2 separate regions of the Camelus bactrianus genome follow, and region 1 is linked to region 2. Evidence: chromatin contacts called from public Hi-C data. All regions are on one chromosome and are shown on one strand. The core of a region is the stretch at or near the end of the contact, and the rest is flanking DNA. Distances in the headings are between cores, read along the strand shown. Region 1 holds the start of ACADS (acyl-CoA dehydrogenase short chain). Region 2 holds the start of HNF1A (HNF1 homeobox A).

Region 1 (4,789 bases), core at 1,970-4,469, 180 kb before region 2:
GACCATGCCCTGAGAGGCAGCTCCTGGAGGGAACACATTCCAGCAGGCTGGCAGGCCCAGCTGGCGCCAGGGGGCCTGCTGCCTGCCCTCCCTCTCCCGTCCTGCTCCTGTCACTCTGCCTTGGAGCCTTGGAACCTCCTGGTAGAGCACCTCTCTTCTGTAGAGCAGTTGGGCTAAGATGACCTTTTGGCTTCTGCAAAGAAGATTCTGGTTTGTTTCATTCTATGTTTTAAAGAGTGAACAGAGGAAATATCTAAAAGTAGTTCTGGAATAAAATAGGTCATCCTCTCCTCATGTGTTAGCTCAAAGCTGTCTTGCAGTGAAGCAGTATTCAGGAGCATGGAAGACTTCCTGAAGACACCCACAGTCTTCGGGCCATCTGATTCTCAAATAGGGGCAGTGATTTGGGGACTCGGGTGATCCAGAGACTGGAGATTTTGTGTGGCAAAGTTGGGGGAATCTTCAACTTGTTTTTTCAGTTGAAGTGGGACTCGTTTCTGGAATGGATTTAATAGGCTGTGTCTAATGTACAAATTGGGTGCGTTTTGCCTTAGTAGGTCTTACCACCCTTGCTAGGCTCCCAGGGTACTCTTTTTTTTTTTTTTTTTTTTTCCCTGTGTAAAGTCACTTTCTTCTGGTGGCCACTGTCACTATGACTTCAGTGAAGTTAGGGGGATGTGGACAGTTCTCAGAGTCACAGCACAGACTCATTGCCTGTGGGCGAGGATCCCGATGCAGAGGGTGCCGCTGTACCTGGCATAGGAGCTGGGTCATCGAATCATTGTGTTACTTACATTCCATGTTACAGGACGTCTTAGGAACAAGAAGGGTCCGGTGGAGGTGGATTTACCCCTTGTTGTACAAAGGATCATGTAAAGTCATTGAACTTGTGAAAGTCTATTTTTTTCTCTGTAAATCTATTTTTCACAGAATATAAGAAATGTCAGTGACCTGATCTGCCTTCCCCGCCTCCCCCAAGCTCCTCATTCCAGTTTGTATTGTCTTTGTGTCCAAAGTAAACTTAGGTGACTTATTTGTATAAAATGTTATTTTGCCACAAGAGACAGTAATAAAAGAAAGATTTTCACAGTATGTGTACCCCCTCTTGTCTCCTGACCGGCCCCTTGTGTCGGTGGGGGAGCAGGTATGGGGTGAGAGTGGGGGCGGGCTCAGAGTTTCTTTACGTGGCCTTTACGTAAATACTGGTTTAATGAGCATAGCTGGTCTCTGGGGTCATTAGTGCATAGTATCGTGCTTTAGGCTTAATTTTTTTTGCTTTACATTTTGCTGGGGTGCTTTGAGAATTAAAAATGTATATACATGTTTTAAAGTTAGGTTCATTAAGAGGTATTTTAACTATACCTCCAAGAGTAAATTCATCTCACGTAAGAGTACAGTTTGATGAGTTTTGACAAATGGATTCCTGATCACAGTCATGATACAGAGCGTTTCCATCACCCCAGAAAGTTCTCTCAAGTTCCTAGTATTTGCAGCCACTTCCCTCCCTTCACCCCAGTCCCTTGTAACCATCTTCTGATTTCTGTCTCTATTGGAGAACTTGCACACTTTTAATATAAAACTTATATCCATGTTTGAGGTCACAAACAGTACCAGTTAAAAATAAATCTGTTTTAGATGGTCTGTGGCACCTGAAGGCCTCTGCCCACAAACACCACTCACTTATTTTCCCCCCTCTCCTGCTTTTTCCTCTTTTCTTCCACCCTGGGCTGGTGCCAGGTTGGGTGATGAAAGGTTAGGAAGCCTGGGATCATTTGCCAACAATAGTCATTTGTTGGCTTTACAGTAGTATGGATTTAGAGGCTTTCTTTTGAATGCATTTTTTTTTAATTGAAGTATAGTCAGTTACAGTGTGTCAACTTCTGGTGTACAACATAATGTCCCAATCAGGCACATATATACATGTATTTGTTTTCATACCGTTTTTCATTGAAGGTTATTATAAGATATTGAATATGGTTCCCTGTGCTATACAGAAGAAACTTGGCTTTTTATCTATTTTTACATATAGTGGTTAACATTTGCAAATCTCAAGCTCCAAAATTTATCCTTTCTTACCCCCTTCCCCCCAATAACCATAAGATTGTTTACTATGTCTGCAAGTCTGTTTCTGTTTTGTAGATAAGTTTATTAGTGTCTTTTTTTTTTTAGATTCCATATATGAGTGGTATCATATGGTATTTTTCTTTCTCCTTCTGGCTTATTTCACTTAGAATGACAATCTCCAGGTCCATCCATATTGCTGCAAACGGCATTATTTTATTTTTTATCGCTGAGTAGTTTGAATGCATTTCTTTTTTTAACTGCAAGGTAACATCAGAAAGACGTTGCCACATCTTTTGATTGATCTCCAGGAAGCAGAGCAAGTTCTTGAAGGAAGACAGAACTTCTGTCCTGTGGGTCGATGCTGGGCTGAGTTATGGGGGGAAAAGGCAGCTGGAGGGATGTGTGGGTGCCTGGGTGCACGTGGGTGGTATCCCGGAGCCTGGGGAAGTCTGACTCACACCTGTGCCCATGGAAGACCCTTGTTAGACAAGTGAAATCGCCATAGTTTTGGGAGGCAGGGTGAAGGCATCTTGATGGACACTGAGGACCAAATGCACGGCAGTAGGGTACAGTGCCCCCACTCCCGAGGGGGCTCTGCCCCACAGCTGGAAGTGAGACGGTGAGACCACATTGGATCAGGGAAGCAGCAGTGCCACCCCACCTTCACAACGTCCCATCAATCCAACTACCCGGGCTGAAGTACTGAGTACCAGAGCAAGACAAGATCCTTGCCCTTCTTGGAACTCACAGGCTGGTAGGGGACTTGATAAGATTTCAGACGATGCCAGGAATAAAACAATGGGATGGGAAGTGTGGGGCGGGGTGGAAACACTGGCCTCATGAGGTCGGGGCAGGCCTCAGTGAGTGAGGAAGGGAAGGAGCGTTCCAGCGAGGGTACGATGACCGCAAAGGTCCGAAGGGTGGAACCAGCTAGAGGTATTGGAGCTGCCATGTGAGGCTGGAGCAAGGACCGCAAGGGGGTGGTGGGCGTGGGATCAGGGAGGTAGGCGGGGGAAGGCTTATAGGGCTTTTTAGGCCACGGAATTGGATTTTAGGAGAGAGACGCCCACTCTCGAAAGGTTTTAGGATCGGAAGAGAACCGACTTCGGCGACTTCCGCAAATGCGCGGGAGAGTCTGGTTTTACCACCGGGGAGTGAAGCGGGTCCCACAACGACCCGAGGCAGACCGGACGTGAGCGTAGGACGGCCCCGCCCTGAGCCACGGTGGGCGAGGCCTATGACCTGCGCCGGCCCCGCCCCCGCAGCCTGGAGCCCACGCTGGTGGACCGAGGTGGCTGAGAGGAAGTCCGGCACTGTCAGGAGTATCTGGCTTCCGTCCTCTATGGCCGCCGCACTGCTCGCCCGGGCCTGCGGCCCCGTCCGCGGAGGTGAGTGCTCACCGGCCAGGGCTCCGCCGAGCGGGTACGGCTCCCGGCGGCTGGTCCTTCTCCGCGGCGGCCGGGTGGTGCCTACTCCGGGAGCGCGCGGCCTTTGCCCAGTTAGGCTGCTTCTCGCGCCTGCGTGGCCTGGGCGCCCGCGCCGACCTCCTACCCCCAGCTCCGTTCCCACTGCGGCATCCGCATCCCCCTCCCCTCATTGCACCTTCGGCGGAGGTTCAAGGTGCGCCCTTCTTCCGGTGCCAGGCCTGGGCTTGAACCCAGACTGCACCTGTGACCTTGAGCCAGACACGGCTCCTGTCAGCCTAAGCTGGCCCTTATGTAAAACAGCCACAGTAATGCATTACTGCTGTTCTTGTAAATACGTTATAGAGCGTTGAATCAGAGGGTGTGCGCAACACTTGGTACAATGCCTGGCATATTAACAGGTGCTTAGTGAGTATTAGAACTTGCAGGTGATTTCATACACTACCTCTCCCATCTTCCCATTTCTCTCCAGCTGTGGCAGCAGTGACACGTGGCCAGGGCTTCCTCTGCCTGGTTAAGAGCCACTCACCCTGAATAATAACAATAAAGGGGACCCTCATTGAGAGGTGTCTCTCCAGGCCCTGCACCAAGTGCTACAGTTAGTATCTCAGCCTCCCACCCCAGGAGCGAAATGCTGTTGGCCTCCACATTTTAGAGAAACCAATGAAGTTAACATCCTTGCCTGTGCTCTTACTGTTACTGGTGTTACACTGATGATTGAATGGGTTAAGTTGTACAAACTATTTAGCAAGCACAGTAAACATTCAGTTCTTTTCTAAACAGTGAGCTGCTGACATTTTGGGCCCATGATTCTTTGTCATGGAATCTGTCCTGTACAGTGTTTAGCAGTATTTCTGGTGTCTACCCACTCCACACAACCCTTCGGTTGAGACAACCAGAAATGTCTCCAGACGTTGCTAGTAGTCCCTGGGGGCACAAAATCATCTATGGAGGAGAACTGCTGAGTTAGTGGAACGCTATTATTATTATTATGGTTAATTATTAGTGTCATCACACAAGATCTCTCGCATTCCCCTTCTACTGACTCCTGTTGTTTTTGCTGGCAGCTCTCCGGCCTTGGGACTGGCGCCTCTTACATACCATCTACCAGTCTGTGGAGCTGCCCGAGACACACCAGATGCTACGTCAGACATGCCAGGACTTTGTGGAGAAGGAGCTCTTTCCCATTGCGGCCCAGTTGGACAAGGAACATTGCTTCCCGGCAGCTCAGGTGAGAGTTCCAACCTCAGCAGCCCAGGATGGGCTGTGCTCTCGGCTCCCAGACGACTGGTGACAGTGAC
Region 2 (5,042 bases), core at 1,374-3,873:
GAGTTTGGGATTAACAGATACACACTACTATATATAAACTAGATAAAAAAACAAGACCGATTGTATAGCACAGGGAACTATATTCGATATCTTGTAATAACCTATAATGGAAAAGAATCTGAAAAAGAATACATGAATATATGTATAACTGAAATCATTTTGCTATATATCTGAAACTAACACAGCAGTGTAAATCAACTATACTTCAATAAAAAACAAAAACAAAAGCAAACAATCGAAAAAGAATATACACCAAAAAATAAAGGTTTCTGGTGGTACCATTATAAAAGTAAGAAAAAACAGGGGAGGGTGTAGCTCAAGTGACAGAGTGCATGCTTAGCATGCATAAGGTCCTGGGTTCAGTCCCCAGTACCTCTTCCAAGCATAAATAAACCTAATTACCTCTCTCTCATAAAACAAACAAAAAGCAAAAAGAAACAAGTAAAAATAATTTTTAATTAAAATTTTAAAAAATTTAATTATGTTTATATATTGTTTTGTTTTTGTGTGTGTGTGTGTTTTTAATGGACTCTACCATGGATGTATTACCCTCCCCCCCTTAAATTTAGTTTTCAAATTGAAAAATTTTACCCAATATATCCAAAATATTATTATTTCAGCCAGAGGCATCAGCCACATTTCAAGTGCTTAGTGGCCGCATGGGCAGCACATTTGCCAGCACATTAGGTGCGTGCAAAAATGAAGCCAGAAATCAGAGGAAGGGGGATTGGAGCCCTGGGTCTGGGAGACGACAGAGAAGGGGGATTGGAGCTGATAGATCAGCTATCATCCTTCCTCAGCCCCGCTTCCTCTCCGCTGGCCTGGCCTGGCCTGGCCTGCAGGGAGGGCCTTCTGGCCAATGGTACCTTCTCCCTGCTTCTGTTGCCCAACATATGACCCTGGTTCTGCAGACCCCTGAGAGATGCCCCAGCCTAGGGGGCAGCCCCGCAGCACCCACTCCGCGTACTCCAGGCAATGGTGTACACCCCTTGTTCTGGGAGCTTAGGGCCACCCCAGGGGACAGACTGCAGGAATTTTTGTCCAGGCTCTGACTGGAAGAGGGAAGAGGTGGGTGGGGGTGAGTGAGGGTTAGAATCTGCCTTTACTTAACATTTTGATATTTGTGGTTCATCACAGATTTTTTGCATTGATTTAAAAATATATTTTATTGATTCCTATATAAAATTCACCCTTTAAAAATGCACCATTCAGTGATTTTTAGTATATTCACAGAATGGTATAACATCACCGAATCTACATTAGAACATCTCCATCACCCTCAAAGAAACTCCGTAGCCTTTAAGCAGCCATTCCCTCCCCTCCCTCTCCCCCTCCCCGCACCTGTCCCCTCAGCCCCTGGCAACCACCAATCTACTTTCTGTCCATGTGGATTTGCCTATTCTGAACTTTTCCTATAAATGGAATAATACAATAGATGGCCTTTTGTGTCTGGCTTCTTAGCATAATGTCTTCAAGATTCACCCTTATGAATCAGGACTTCATTCCTTTTTATGGCCAAATACCATGCCATTGCATGGATGGACAACATTTTATCTACCCATTCATCCGCTGATGGATATTTATGTTTCTCCACTTTTTGGCTATTGTGAATAATGCTATGAACATTCACATGCAAGTTTTTATGTGGTAGTATCTTAAATTCTTTTGGGCTTAGCATTAATTCTGAATTTTTAATATATTGCATACAAATATTGTTTTCTCTTGATTTACTGAGTTTTTTGGTGCCCCCTTAAAATTCTGAGCCAAATGCCTGACTGCTCTCACCCTATTCCCATCCCACAAGTCTTCTAGCTGTGTGACTTTGGGGAAGTTGCTTACCCTCTCAGAACCTCAGTTTCCTCCTCTGTAAAATGGGCATAATTCCTGTACCTACTCACAGTGGTTAGGGGCTACTCTGAGGTAATGATGCACATTACAGACCCAGCCCACAGCAGACTTAAGTCGACACAGTGTTCCTCCCAGCAGGCCTGATGTTGGGGCTGGCAGGAAGGCAGCTCCCCAAATGGATGTGACCCAGCCCTGCCCTTGAGGAGAGATGGCCCAATGGCCTAAAACTCCCTGCTGCTTCTGTTCCCAAGGGAAACCCGCTGTTTCTGCTCTCCTGCCTCAACCTGATCCCCGACAAGGTCCTGGTGGGGTGGGACCCCATGCTGGTCACCTGAAGACCTCCCTGTTTCAGCACCATCCGTCCCAGCTGCCCTGGGCCCCCCACTGCCGCCTCCCCCACCCTCTGCTCTGCCTACTCCCAGTGAAGGCCGCAGCTCCCCGTCCCTCGGCGCTGCCATGAGGCCTGCAGTTTGCAGGGTGAAGTCCAAAGTTCAGTCCCTTCTCTAAGCACACGGATAAATATGAACCTTGGAGAATTTCCCCAGCTCCAATGTAAACAGAGCGGGCAGGGGCCCTGATTCACTGGCCACTGGGGCCAGGGTTGGGGGTTGGGGGTGCCCACAGGGCTTGGCTAGTGGGGTTTGGGGGGGCAGCGGGTGCAAGGAGCCTGGTTTGGGCCTGCCTGCTGGCCGGCCAGCACGGAGCCGGCCCACGCAGCTGGGGAGGCGGCCAGCTGGGTGGCCCAGGGCCGCGTGGCCCAGCGCTAGCAGAGCCATGGTTTCTAAACTGAGCCAACTGCAGACGGAGCTCCTGGCCGCCCTGCTTGAGTCGGGCCTGAGCAAAGAGGCGCTGATCCAGGCCTTGGGTGAGCCGGCGCCCTACCTGCTGGCCGGAGATGGCCCCCTGGACAAGGGGGAGTCCTGTGGCGGTGGTGGGCGAGGGGAGCTGGCCGAGCTTCCCAACGGACTCGGGGAGACGAGGGGCTCCGAGGACGAGACGGACGACGATGGGGAAGACTTCACGCCGCCAATCCTCAAAGAGCTGGAGAACCTCAGCCCGGAGGAGGCAGCCCACCAGAAAGCCGTGGTGGAGACCCTGCTGCAGTAAGGACCCCTCTCCTGTCCCCAGCTCCCAAGGAGCCTGGAGGGGCCCACCCTCGGCTCCTGACCAGCCCTTCCCACTCCAGAGTCCCATGGCTGTGGCCTTCATTCTGGATGTTGGTTAAGGGGGACAGGGCCCATTGGAGCTTGGAGGGGGGGTGGTCCCGGCTCGGGGATTGGAGCCTCCAGCCCCCAACCTGGTCCTCTGAGTCCCCACGAGCCAAGGCTCTCAGCCCAGCACTTCAGAAGTGGGGCCATCCCCCCGGGGAGCTCCAAGATGGGGACAAAGCGGGAGAGTCCACAATTCAAGTGGCCGGACAACCAGAGGGCGGAGGGAGTTTATAGCCACCATCCCTATTTCCACTCCCCGAGCCCTACCTTCCCTGCCAAGCACCAGGTGCACCACTGGGGAGCGAGAACTGGGCTTTCGGGGGCTTCCCTGGCCTCCCCGGAACTCAAACATTTGGCCAGGAGGGCCCAGTCTTTCTTACCTGAGGGAAATGGAGCCTCAAGGAAGGAGCTGCTCCCCTTTCCAGCACAGCCTCAGGCCCCCCCACCTCTCCAGCAGGTGCAGTTAGAGGCCTCCCCGCTCCGTACCCCCACCCACTGGCTGGCTCCCCATATCCCGGAGAGCTGGGTGGGTCTGAGCCTGATGCCTCCCCTCTCCTCAGCAGAGTTGACCTGGTTACTAATTACCCACAGGCTTTATTATTTCTCTTTTGTTTTATAAATTTATACATGGCAAAAGGCTCTGATAAGGCCTGTGATCATTAACTTGTAGGGCTGGTGGCCTGGGGAGGCCTGAGCCAACCAACTTCCCACCCAGCGGGCTGGGGGATGGGGAGGGTAAAGGTGAGGGGAAGGGGGTCTGGGGGCTTCAAGCACTGCCCCTCCCCTAAGGCTCTGTAACCTCCATCCTAACAGCCGGGTGGGCGCTGTGCTGAAGTTTCACATGTGTGATTTCTGGCAACACTGAGATGAACTCTGGAGGCAGCTATGAATAACTGCTTCACAGACGAGGGAAATGAGAGGGGAAGTAGCTTGATGAAGGCCACCCAACTGGGACTCCACACCCACTCTCTTTGGTGCCCTCTTCCTCCATGACTGGGGGCCAGGGGCCGGCTGGGGGTGGGTTGGGGAGACTGAGAAAGAGTCCCAGAGACCATCTCTTTTCTGTCCAAGGTCCTGATCCCAGCTTGGGGTGTGGGGGTGGCTGGATCCCTGCCACAGGGAGCCTTCAGGGTCTGCCAGGCCTCATGAGGGCCTGGGCAGGGGGCAGGGGAGCAGCCAGGGCCCCCTGACTTGGCAGGAAGAGGAGGGCAAAGGGCCTCTGTCTGCAGGGGAGGGGCAAAGAGTCAGGCATCGCCAGGCCCAGGGCAAGGGCAGCCCTGACAGGGTGGGGCTGGGCCAGACTTGCTCAGGGCCCCAGATGGGATTGGGGGCTTTCCGGGGGGAGTGGGGGCAAGGGGTGCCAAAGGCCTTACCTGGCTGGGTGGGGCCTCTTGACCAGCAGCCCCTTTGGTGGGATGGTGGGTGGAGGGGAAGGCTTGATCCACAGCACTTGAGCGGGGAACAGGGGTCAAAGTGCTCCCTGGGGACCAGCAGAGACTTGGAAGCTGAGGGAGAGAGGGGAGGCATGGAGGAAGAGACAGGATGTGGGTAGAGAGAGGCCTGGAGAAGCAGAGCAGAGCCAAGAAGCCGGGAGGGGAGAGGGGCTCACAGGCAGCTGGGAGAAGGGGCTGGGGAGAGAGTGAGGCGCCCCAAGCTGAGAGAAGGCTGGAGTGCTTCCCTCCCGCCCCGATTGGGTTTTCTTTAATGCTAACAGCATGCTATTTACTTTCCATTTAAATTTGAGATGTTGCTATAAATTATCAACCAGCTCCTTGTTCCTGCGGAGTTTATAACTAACTACCCGGGTTACTTATTGTTCAGGTAACAAAAGGGATCTGAAAACGCCCCGAAGGGAAAAAGTGGGGCCTCGAGCCCCAGGGCACAGGCTAGAGAGGGTAGGGGACCCCTGATGAAGCCCAGGCAGGCTAGAAAGGATGGTGAAGAGGCAGGACTTCTCACACAAACTAAGTGTGACCAAGTATG

The links. Hi-C and Micro-C count contacts between places; a contact is called where the count stands out from the background.
Region 1: a Hi-C map of blood shows a contact between it and region 2, with 3 times the contacts expected there. The contact joins the promoter of ACADS here to the promoter of HNF1A in region 2. A contact is called at or near these places in 2 of 2 Hi-C or Micro-C datasets (blood and liver).

What each region holds. Positions count from the first base shown.
Region 1 is chr32:9,120,557-9,125,345 of ASM4877302v1, reverse strand. ACADS (acyl-CoA dehydrogenase short chain) reads left to right here and starts at 3,219. Exons shown (of 10, transcript XM_074356197.1): 1 at 3,219-3,452; 2 at 4,556-4,719. The coding sequence starts at 3,302. It overlaps UNC119B (unc-119 lipid binding chaperone B), which reads left to right. Exons shown (of 5, transcript XM_074356198.1): 5 at 1-1,092.
Region 2 is chr32:8,936,515-8,941,556 of ASM4877302v1, reverse strand. It overlaps HNF1A (HNF1 homeobox A), which reads left to right and starts at 2,623. Exons shown (of 10, transcript XM_010969604.3): 1 at 2,623-2,951. The coding sequence starts at 2,623.